Linked DNA regions of Drosophila melanogaster: regions 1 and 3 are each linked to region 2. Evidence: chromatin contacts called from public Hi-C data. All regions are on one chromosome and are shown on one strand. Each heading gives the region's core, a stretch centred on a gene start, on an enhancer-like site or on the middle of the called end of the contact. The rest is flanking DNA. Distances are from core to core; before and after follow the strand shown.

Region 1 (3,918 bases), core at 1,383-3,882, 4.6 Mb before region 2:
TCGCCTACATGATGCCACTGGTGTACACGCCCACCGTGGGATTGGCCTGCCAGCGCTACAGTTTGATCCACCAGAACGCCAAGGGCATGTTCATATCCATCAAGGACAAGGGACACATCTACGACGTGCTAAAGAACTGGCCGGAAACGGATGTGCGTGCCATCGTTGTCACGGACGGCGAGCGCATCCTGGGACTGGGAGATCTGGGCGCCAACGGAATGGGTATACCCGTGGGCAAACTGTCCCTGTATACGGCCTTGGCGGGCATTAAGCCATCGCAGTGCCTGCCCATCACCTTGGATGTGGGCACCAATACCGAATCCATCCTGGAGGATCCCCTGTACATCGGTCTGCGCGAACGCAGGGCCACTGGAGATCTGTACGATGAGTTCATCGATGAGTTCATGCATGCCTGCGTTCGTCGCTTTGGTCAAAACTGCCTAATCCAGTTCGAGGACTTTGCCAACGCCAATGCCTTCAGGCTGTTGTCCAAATACCGCGACTCCTTCTGCACCTTCAACGACGATATTCAAGGAACCGCGTCGGTGGCCGTGGCTGGTCTGCTGGCCTCGCTAAAGATCAAGAAGACCCAGCTGAAGGATAACACGCTGTTGTTCCTGGGCGCCGGAGAAGCGGCTCTTGGTATTGCCAACCTGTGCCTGATGGCCATGAAGGTGGAGGGTCTCACCGAGGAGGAGGCCAAGGCCCGCATCTGGATGGTGGATAGGTAGGTCGATATATAATCAAAATACATCCTGATACTTATAGATGCTTTCTATGTAGCCGTGGTGTCATCACCCGCGATCGTCCAAAGGGCGGACTCACCGAACACAAGCTGCACTTTGCCCAGCTGCACGAACCCATCGATACTTTGGCAGAGGCGGTGCGAAAGGTGCGTCCCAATGTCCTGATTGGAGCGGCTGCGCAGGGCGGCGCCTTCAACCAGGAGATCCTTGAGCTGATGGCCGATATTAATGAGACGCCGATCATCTTTGCACTGTCCAATCCGACCAGCAAGGCGGAGTGCACCGCCGAGGAGGCGTATACGTACACCAAGGGGCGCTGCATCTTCGCCAGCGGTTCGCCTTTTGCTCCTGTGACGTACAACAACAAGAAGTTCTATCCGGGTCAGGGCAACAACTCGTACATTTTCCCTGGCGTGGCACTGGGTGTTCTGTGTGCCGGCATGCTGAACATTCCCGAGCAGGTATTCTTGGTCGCCGCCGAGCGCTTGGCGGAGCTGGTCTCCAAGGACGACCTGGCCAAGGGCAGCTTGTATCCACCACTCAGCTCCATTGTCAGCTGTTCGATGGCCATTGCCGAAAGGATTGTGGAGTACGCCTACAAAAACGGATTGGCCACTGTTCGTCCAGAGCCGGTCAATAAGCTGGCGTTCATCAAGGCCCAGATGTACGATCTGGACTATCCCCGATCCGTGCCCGCCACCTATAAGATGTAGATGATGGCCAGATGATGAGGATCCATTCCGCCTAACCCCAGAAACCAAAAGGAGTGGCCATCAAAAGATATCCGGCAAGGGCGGCGAGCAGTAACCATGTTATTTATTTTATAATGTCGCACATTTGTCGTCTAGCATAATATCCAAATTTGTATCGCGGCTAATTAACCACAACCACACACTATCCACCAACAACCATATTATAAAAAAAAACCAACTAAAATGGAATGTCATCAGCTTGCGGCGCGCGATTTTGTATAATGCTAACTATGTAAATGGGATATTGATCTAATAGATATGTAAACAAATTTTATGTAATCTTGAACAACACAAACTATTCTAAGGATATATACAAATAAAGAAATAAACAAAAATAAGCCAAAGGTTTCTTTTAAAGTTCATAAAGTCAGCGTTAAATTCATTGCGGCTTGGGCGCAACTTTCGTGCGGCTTTTGGTTGGCTTGTTAGCGATTTCAGCGCAGCTTGCTTGCGATTCGAACGCGAGTTTGTTGCGTCGTGGAGTTTTTTGAGTTTTTGCTGTGGGTCTTTTGCTTTCAGTTTTGGTCTTGGGCTTGGATTTCAGGCTTACACTTAACTACACTTAGCTTACACTTAGCAAGAAAGTAAAGGTATAAATGAAATCAGTCTAATCAAGATATTTTGTAAGAAAGGCGCGTGCAGTGTGAACAAGGTTTTAGTGGGACCTTAGCTTTGTGCTAAATGCCCTATAGCACGCATATGGAATTCGGAAAGTAACGGTATAAATAAAATCTGTCTAATTAAGATATTTTGTAAGAAAGGCGCGTGCAGTGTGAACAAGGTTTTAGTGGGACCTTAGCTTTGTGCTAAATGCCCTATAGCACGCATATGGAATTCGGAAAGTAACGGTATAAATAAAATCTGTCTAATTAAGATATTTTGTAAGAAAGGCGCGTGCAGTGTGAACAAGGTTTTAGTGGGACCTTAGCTTTGTGCTAAATGCCCCATAGCACGCATATGGAATTCGGAAAGTAACGGTATAAATAAAATCTGTTTAATTAAGATATTTTGTAAGAAAGTCGCGTGCAGTGTGAACAAGGTTTCAGTGGGACCGCTGGCGGTGTAAACAGTTCATTCAAAGTGTCACAAACATGAATAGTATATTTGAAACTAATCATAAGACGGCCACATTGACCGCGCGACGTTTCGTTTTCATTTTATTCATTTCACTTGTAACAAGCAGTTTGCAACAATTCTTAGTTCAGTATAAAAACGCACCGGCGCAATGGCATTCTCGCAGTCGTTCAACTTCGGAAACAGCACCTTAATGGCGCTGGAGAAAGGAATGCAAGCGGACGACAAGGAGAATGCACAGCCAGGAAACGGAAATATCCAAGTCCAAAGTGCCGGCAATGAGGTAAATAGCGAGATCCAGGAAATTAACTCGGAGTTTTTCCGGGACGAGTTCTCCTACGAAGTGAATCAGGCCCATAAGCCAGCTGAACAATCAGTGGTCAATGTGTCTCAGGTTCAGCAGCATATGGCAGTTGTTTCCAATCAGGACTCTGAGGATCAGAGCCGCTCATCCGCTTTGAATGACCAAATCTGCACACAGTCTTCGTTCGAGGGCGAGGACGCAGGCGCGGATGCAGTGCTGGATCAGCCCAATCTGGATGAGAACAGCTTTTTGTGTCCTGCGCAGGATGAAGAGGCTTCCGAGCAGCTGAAGGAAGACATCTTGCACAGTCATTCCGTATTGGCCAAGCAGGAATTCTATCAAGAGATTTCGCAAGTCACGCAGAACCTGAGCAGCATGTCGCCCAACCAACTGCGAGTGTCGCCCAACTCCTCGAGGATCCGCGAAGCGATGCCCGAAAGACCAGCAATGCCACTTGATCTCAACACGCTTAGATCAATAAGCGCATGGAACCTGCCCATGAGCATTCAAGCGGAGTACAAGAAGAAGGGTGTTGTCGATATGTTCGACTGGCAGGTGGAGTGTCTCTCCAAGCCTAGATTGCTGTTTGAGCACTGCAACCTGGTTTATTCAGCACCCACGTCGGCAGGCAAGACGTTGGTTAGTGAGATACTGATGCTGAAAACCGTACTGGAGCGAGGTAAAAAGGTGCTGCTCATACTGCCCTTCATCTCGGTGGTGCGCGAGAAAATGTTCTACATGCAGGATCTGCTCACGCCGGCTGGTTACCGCGTGGAGGGATTCTACGGCGGCTATACGCCACCAGGAGGCTTTGAGAGCCTTCATGTGGCCATTTGCACAATTGAGAAGGCGAACTCCATTGTGAACAAGCTGATGGAGCAGGGCAAACTGGAAACCATTGGCATGGTGGTGGTAGACGAAGTGCATCTCATTTCGGACAAGGGACGCGGCTATATCCTGGAACTTCTGCTAGCCAAGATCCTCTACATGTCCCGTCGCAATGGACTGCAGATCCAGGTGATCACCATGTCGGCCACACTCG
Region 2 (3,940 bases), core at 63-2,562:
GATAACTTGATAGCTTGGCGCGCAAATAATATGGGTACAGTCAGTACAGACATCGCGGCGATAAGTTGACAAATTGGATGGCAATCGTAGGAAAGGATGTGGAATCGGCTAGAAAGCCCCTAGATAATAGATAATAGATAATAGATCGAGCATTGCTGTGAGAGATCTCTATTTCGAATTTAAACCTTGCTATTATGTTTATTTACCTCAGCATCTGGTATTCTTGGCCAATTTAAGCGGAACGTTTGTTTATAATTATGGCCTTGTGTTTAAAAATGTCAGATACCTTGAAGGAAGTAAGATTTTACCTCTTTTTCTTGGTTTATGAAACAAAACATTGCATACATATGTACAGAAATAGATGCAAATTTCATTTGTTATTAGTAAATTGGTCTTTAATTTTTTAGTTCTTAACTTTTTGGGATATCTGAAAAATCCTTGTAACGCTTAAATCTCCATTACAAGTAAAATAGAGCGAATACTACCGATTGAAATACCGCTCAATTTCCTGACAATTGAGGCTTTGATTGCTTTCTAGGCCAAGTGGCTCGGTTTGGTTTATCGTTCATGTTAATGACACAGCATAATGACATTAGCATTATCCGACAACTACAACTACAACAACAATTGGGGCCTCGAACTCTACCGTCGCCTAATGAGCCTCTGCCGGTGCCGCTGCCACTGCCGCTGCCTCTGCCGGCGTTGAGTTCATTTTAAGCTCTGCTTCAAAATAGCGGTGCTTCCTCTTTCCCCACATCCCCCAACACCCCGCCACCCCCGCGCACACAAAGTGCTGTTATAATGAATGGAAAACGAAAAGCAGCGGAACAATGAGAAATCATAAGTTGTACGGTAGAAGAGGAAGCTCACTAAGAAGGGGATCAGCATATATTCAGGCGAAATAAAACAATAATAATAGGCATAAGGTGACGACGGCAAACCAAAAACGAATGCGCAAAAGGCCGGGGCAAATACACACAAACTCACAAACACAAACAGAGAAGCGAAATCATGACTCATGCACTCAGTACAAAATTGTACGTATACTTTTCCCTGCTTCTTCTTTCCCGCCGCCGCCGCCACCTCCTTTTGCTTCTTCTTTCTCTTGTCCGTCTCCCCACCCACCGTTACTTCGTGCCTGAGTACTAATGTGTTGCTGCGCGGGTGTGAGTGAGCGAGAGAGGTAGAGCATTTATAAAAATAATACTTAAGCATGTATAAAAGCGGCGAAGTTAAGGAGCAACAATTAATAGAAGCACACTTTAAAATTTTTTTAAAGCTTTAATCCCATTTTAAAAATTTGTTACTTAGATTTCTTTCTGTGTAGCGGTCAAAAGAAGTCTGAACCAAGGATTCTGATCCGACAGATGCAAATAAAATAAAGAGCGCAGGCAAGCGAGAGAGGAAGCGATATTAACCAGCTGTTGCTGCGCCCCGCACCTGAAATCCACAACAACAACAACGACCATAAAACACCAACAGCCGAGGCCGCACGCACAAGGATAACCCACTAAAAGAAGAAAAAACCAAATCGATGACTCATGAACAGGAACCGAAATGTTTACAAAAATAGAACATATGCCAAAACGAAACAGCGCCGGAGGAAAAGAGAGGGGTGAGAAGTGCCGTTGGCGGCGCAATAAATAGCAACAATAAGAAGCCAACAGAAAAATCGATGCGGCTGTACCGTTCACCCAACCATCCATCCATCCACCCACCCACCACCACCTATCGCCCACCCACTCTCTCGCCATCTCGCTCTCTGTGTTCCACATTGCATTGTGAACGAACAACGAAACGTAATGGCGATGAGTCATCATCGAGCCAGGGCACAGTGGTGGCCAAAAATACATTAACACTCGGGCAGCGCAGGAGGCGCGTCGACGACACAACCCTTATCAGAAAGGACGTTTGCGGTTGGCTGGTTGGGTTAGCTAGCCTTGTTGTTGGTGCTGCAATCTGCATAAAGTTTCCATTGCCCGTGCAAACTTGTCTGCACCGACAAAAACGGCTATAGTTGTGGCTCCTATTATCATATTCTACCGAGTTTACTCTATGATAAACTTTTATCTACAAAGATCGACCTTCGCAAGGCTATAGCTTTCAAGTAACTCAGGCGTTTCGTTAAGATTAGACAGAATATTATACCATCTTACGTTTTAAAAAATATTGAAGCACCAAATCTCAGGTGGAACTAAATGAGTAGGTGTGAACTAAAAGAGTAATTTTTTTTCAAATCCTTATTTCTATCAGTTATGTTTTTCAGTGTGGCCAAAGTCGCAACACAGTTACGGCAGCAACAACAATGCGACGACGACGCCGCTGCCGCCATGCTGTCTGCCAACGCCAACACGCAACAGCAACAACAATGCGACGACCAAGAAGAAGAAGGGACAGAGGACGGAAGGAGCGAAGGAGGCGATGAAGAGAGGCGAATGGATAAGCGTAGGAGAAGTCACAACAAAAACTTTTTGAGGTGGAAGGAGCATTGCTCCTTATCAACGCACCCCAATTGCCTCCATGGGAGCGAGGGAGTTGGATAGATATGTACATGTATTCCACGTTGGAAATTACTTTGACTTGAGCTTTGCTTTGAAATTTTTTACGGTTTACTCCAAATTAGCTATTAACTTAAGATTATAACAAAGATTAAAATGGCACATTGAGCCTTTTAACTTTATTTTATGAAGAAGGATTATTGCTGATTTTAAAATAAAATAACTTTATTTAACCTGTAATTCAATTTATAATATGAATAAGGTCTAGGATCCATTTCATACACATAGTTTCTTTTACGAATTTGGCCTGTTCATTCAAGGTACTGAAATATAATCCAACAAATACTCATATTTACTTAAAATAGGGTCAAAGGCATTTAAAATTAAGCATATGCTTTGAAAACCGAGTACGATACAATCCGTGGCTGTGTAGAACAATAATATCACTTTTTAGAGACGTCTAGTTTGGAGGTCGTCGGTCGCTCATACCCGCCCACACTTTTTTTCTCGCGCTTGTTTTAAATGAAATATTTGCACTACTTAAACCACAGACGCTACAAAAAACATTAATAATACCTAGAAACAAAAGCAGCAATAAGAACGACAAAGCTCGTGCACACGTGCCAAGACATTAGCTTGGATGAAAAAAAATATATATACATACATATGTGTATAAAAAAAGCAAAACAAAAATACTTGATGAACAGCTTTGGACATAGAAAATGGAAATGGAAAAATGCGATTGACGTCAGCATTATATTCCACGGCTAAAGTTCTCTCCTCGTTCCCACCTCGTGCCCCCTTTTTTGCGTCTCAGTGAAGCAGGCGGCTACATATTATTATTTTCATTTAAAATTAACAATTTGTATAGTGCGCTTGGTTGTGTGGAAAAAGCGCTGAGGGCAGCACGAAATGCCAAGAGCACACACACAACACAACAAGCCAAAAAAAAGGGGCAAACCAAAAAGTCAATAACGAATTTTCCAAGCAGATCCAAAGAAGAAAGGCGACTGGAAGCCAGACGAAAACCGTTATGCAAAATCCACAAATGAGCCCGCTGACCGCGGAAAAAGCCGCCAGGCATCCAATAACAAGTCACGTTTAGCAATTGGCAATCGCAAATCGCCAAGATGATGACTAAGCGTAACACGGATTCTCCGACTGAATTCGGGGAGCTCTAGCTTCCTCAGAATTTAATATTATTTTTCCAAGATTAGGCTGACATTATAGGAGGCTAATCTCTGTCAAATATTTGGAATCTTTCACGACCATGCGCGTTTTTTTTTTAAATGAGCTAAAAGCATTTGCATCTTCCTAGAACTTTTCTATGGAAAATACTGTTTCTAAAGTAATACTTCTTGTTGGCTAAGTAAAAAAAAAACGTAGCTTTCAGCGTTCATATTACTTGTATCTTTGGAATACATATTATAAATATACAAATT
Region 3 (3,772 bases), core at 1,033-3,532, 3.9 Mb after region 2:
GGTACATCGGAGTAGTAACAGTGTTTAGCTGGTCCTCCAGCATGCTGCGCTGGTTGGCGCTCCACTCAAACGTGGGCGACAGGACCTCCGTGCTGGCGGACCCAAAGTCGCACAGCTTGATCTGTTTGTCGTTGCCAATGAGAAAGTTCTCAATCTGCAATCAAATAGGATTAGGGTATTAGTCTGTTACTTCCAGCTATGGTTGGAGACCAACCTTTATATCTCGGTGGGCTATCGGCGGTGACTGTGAGTGCAAGCTGGCCACAGCCCGCGCCATTTGGTAGAAGATGCGCAGAACACAAGTCGGATTGAATGGAGCATTGTTTGTTCTGAAGCAGTCCACCAGAGATCCGCCTGACAAGGATAGAAATCCATGTGCTCAAATGTTCACGTAGTATGATTGGACGCCCTAGGGCGTCCCTTACCTTTACACAGCTCGGTGAGGAGCAAGTACTGGGCTCCCAATTGAGTTGATGGGGCGGTATAACTGGAACCCACAAAGGCGACAATGTTCTCGTGCCCCGACAGCTGCTTGTGGATGTTGATCTCGTTGATGATGGCGGTGGAGGCTTGCATGTCAGCCCCGATCAGACGCTTGAGGGCGTATTCTGTGCCAGTTTGCACATCTTGGGCTACATACACGAAGGCGTATCCGCCTGAAAAAGGGGGTGGAAGCGAGAGACAAGTAGATAACGAGGCACAGATAAGGCCCTGCCTAAGTGCTAAGTGCGGCACGCTCGGAGGAAGGGGTTGACCGGCTGGTAGCCTGCTATATATTTACGAATTCTGTCTTCCAGCTCCCTGCAGAGCTACGAACTTTCAGCCACCTTCAGGCCACTGTTGTTCTTATATAAGAACTTGTTAAAAAAAAACCCGATCGGTTTAATGTGCCATGGCTCGCAGGTGGGCACCAGCGGTAACGCGTAACCGTGATGGTGGCAATGCACTATCGCCACAATTCGTCCGTTGGCTTGGCTCAAGCAGAGCTGCGCCTCTCGAGCTCGGAAAGCGCAAACAAGAAGCATTTAAGTTCTTGGATCGGCCTGGTGGCTTCGGCTTCACTTCCTATTGATTTTTCCACCCACGTTCCTCACCTTCGGCGATGACACACTTGATGCGCAGCCTGTGTCCAGCGACTTCAACGACCTGGCCCACGAAGTCATTGTCCAGCCTGCCACCGAGGGCCTCTGGTGCTCCGTTTCCTGCAGCTCCGTTGACCTCGCTAGAGGAGAAGTAGTTGAGGTTGAGCGACTTAAAGAACTCGCCCATTTTGGTGGTGGCCAATGCTAGAAGGCTGTAATCGACAAGTGATACACCTAAAATATCTGGCGCCCGTTAACTGAACTAAAACATTTTCGTAGCGCCGTGGCCACAAAAAAATAAAAAGAATCCAGGGCTGCGGAGGAGCAGGTTCCTCAGCAGGGTGGAGCGGAATCAGTTTGCTCCGATAGCTTGATCGCGCAGGCCTGGCTCACCATCGATATGTGGCGCTGTGCTCTTATCGATATTTGACGCTGGGCTCTTATCGATGTGGCGCGCGGATAACTAGATTATGAATTTCGACTAAATTTAGAGTGCTTTTAAGCAAACATTTTGTATGTTGACTCTTCAAAATTCAGACGTTTAATCCTGGCTTTAAGATTGCACCTGAGGTGATTGTATTATATTTAAAATGCGTGCAGTGCCAACGCCCTTGCGAGGTTTTAAGAGATCACAGTTTTTGTACGAGCAGTCATGTCAAGATATATGCTCTAAAGAGTTCCTTCCGCTAGTTCATACTCTTCAACAAGTACCCATTTAGCTTGATACGGTTAAAAGAGCGCACACAACCACATTTATCAGAGGTCTAGAGGTATTGCATTTTTGACTGGGGCTGTGACAGCTTTGAAAGAAAATAAAATGTAATTGAAAGGTTAAACACTTTTTTCGAAAAGTCATTCCCCTTTGAGTCGCCTGAGTAAATTCCCGCATTTAGCTGTGCATCAAGCGTGCATGTGTCTTTGAGCCAATTCAAGGTCCAGCTCTGAAGTTTGAGTTTCCTATGTACATTGTGCCAGGTAGAGTTGGCTGATTGAAGTCAACAGCTAAGGGGAAACCCAGGGGACAACCGCTGCAACAGCTGGCCGTCGGAATGAAGAAATGGAGTATGACTAGTAAGCCTTTGGGGCACCTCCCCTCCGTGGAACAGCAACAAGTTGGTAACGGCAGTATATTTACACATCTGTCTTTGGATAATTGAGAGCTGTGTTGCGCTACGCTTGGGCCGCTGGCGAATACGGATAGTTACAGATGACCGATATGGCCGTAAGTTTGCGCAAACCGAGCTCCGCTTATTTTGGACATTGAAGTTAAGCTTGCAATTTGCTGTGTGCACCTGGCCAGTTTCACGTAACGCGTGGAGATTTGTCGAATGCAAAATACACAACCTTATCAGTGTACTAATTACCACCGCCCTACTCCCACGTTGTATCGATGCCCCCGATCTAGCATTGACACAATTTTCAGGGAGCCGCATTCGGCCAAAGCCGTTTAATGTAAGACAATAAAAATAAACATTTTCCGCGCCATTTGGTGCGCCTGCAAAGCGGTCGGGGTCGTGGAAAACCCCTCTGTAGGCAAACAGCGGGAGCATTCTGTTTGCACAACTGCAGCCGAGAGCACGCTATAGAAAAAACCCCGAGACCCCTGGATCTGGACTTTGAAACTATAGCCACCATGTGCCGGCGACTAAGAAATATCCCCGGACTGATCTGCCTGCTGACGACGGTCGTCGTGCCCTGTCGGACGGAGTTCTACGCTCTAGACGCGCTGGGGCGGGATCCGAGTCCCGCTGATTTTCCGGGTGCAGTGCCACGACTGGTTATCTACAACCCCTTTAGTGGCCAACAGCTGGAGCCGCTGCGGTACTCGGCTGTTTCGCGGGGCAGACGGCAGCCCGTGAACGGTAACATCGTAGAGCTACCCCAGCTCTGGCAGCCCTGCTCCTGCGTCGAGTTCTCTTGCCGGTGCTGCCTTGGCCTGGCTCTGGGACTCGGCGAATCAGCCAACCAGCGGTTGTGCGCCGCCCTCGACTACACCCGGGCGGATCTAGGTCTGCGCCTCAGCGTCGAGATAAACCAGCGCAAGGTGGCAACCTTCGGGTTCTCGACTCGAAATCCGCCCGAATACTGCGTGCCGCTGCCGCTCTCCAGCTGCCTCAGACTCTACGACATCCGTGCGTTCGGCGAGGGCAACATGCAGATATGTCTGTCGGTGGTCTTTAAAGTTCTGGCCAGCCAGTTCTTCGAGTACCGCTTCAGCTGCCTGCGCTTTGGCGCCAGAGGAGTATTCTTCGTTCGCGACGCACTGCAGGATCAGGGGCAGGATCAGGAAGCACTGGAGGTGGGGTCTAGGTCCGATGCGTGGCAGTATACGCCAAAGAAGCTGGCTGACAGGAGCATCTTCAGTTTCTACGGCAGATAATATTGGTCTTTCCTCTCACGCTTCAAGTTGTCATGTTCCGTGGATGCCTCGCAATGTTACATGTTTAATGAAAAAGTGAAATTTACGTTAATTAAAAAGCCTTTAACTCTAAGACCCCGCCCAGCAGCACAGACGCCATGAATATGGCGAAAATTGGCAGTAAACTGTGGCCTCCCTTGGTCTGGTACGGGCGATGATGCGACTGCTTGGATCTTATCCCACTTACGAATGTACCAACGGCTGTAATCGTTCTTCAAACCACTTTTTTTTAACGATAGCGCACACAGCAATTACTTCTCTGTTTACTTAA

The links. Hi-C and Micro-C count contacts between places; a contact is called where the count stands out from the background.
Region 1: a contact with region 2 is called in a Hi-C map of the Kc167 cell line, with 2.7 times the contacts expected there. The contact joins the promoter of PolQ here to the promoter of lncRNA:CR44331 in region 2. A contact is called at or near these places in 2 of 107 Hi-C or Micro-C datasets (the Kc167 cell line and embryo).
Region 3: a contact with region 2 is called in a Hi-C map of the Kc167 cell line, with 5 times the contacts expected there. The contact joins the promoter of CG31516 here to the promoter of lncRNA:CR44331 in region 2. A contact is called at or near these places in 3 of 107 Hi-C or Micro-C datasets (the Kc167 cell line and embryo).

What each region holds. Positions count from the first base shown.
Region 1 is chr3R:12,711,013-12,714,930 of dm6, reverse strand. PolQ (DNA polymerase theta) reads left to right here and starts at 2,632. Exons shown (of 7, transcript NM_079609.3): 1 at 2,632-3,918. The coding sequence starts at 2,724. It overlaps Men (Malic enzyme), which reads left to right. Exons shown (of 4, transcript NM_080141.4): 3 at 1-727; 4 at 784-1,828. The coding sequence ends at 1,459.
Region 2 is chr3R:8,111,375-8,115,314 of dm6, reverse strand. lncRNA:CR44331 (long non-coding RNA:CR44331) reads left to right here and starts at 1,312. Exons shown (of 2, transcript NR_125107.1): 1 at 1,312-2,206; 2 at 2,267-2,616. All of the region lies in intron 3 of puc (puckered), which reads right to left.
Region 3 is chr3R:4,218,640-4,222,411 of dm6, reverse strand. CG31516 reads left to right here and starts at 2,282. Exons shown (of 1, transcript NM_164316.3): 1 at 2,282-3,772. The coding sequence starts at 2,716. The coding sequence ends at 3,462. aux (auxilin) reads right to left here. Exons shown (of 13, transcript NM_164317.3): 5 at 1,095-1,294; 6 at 426-656; 7 at 215-354; 8 at 1-154. The coding sequence starts at 1,269.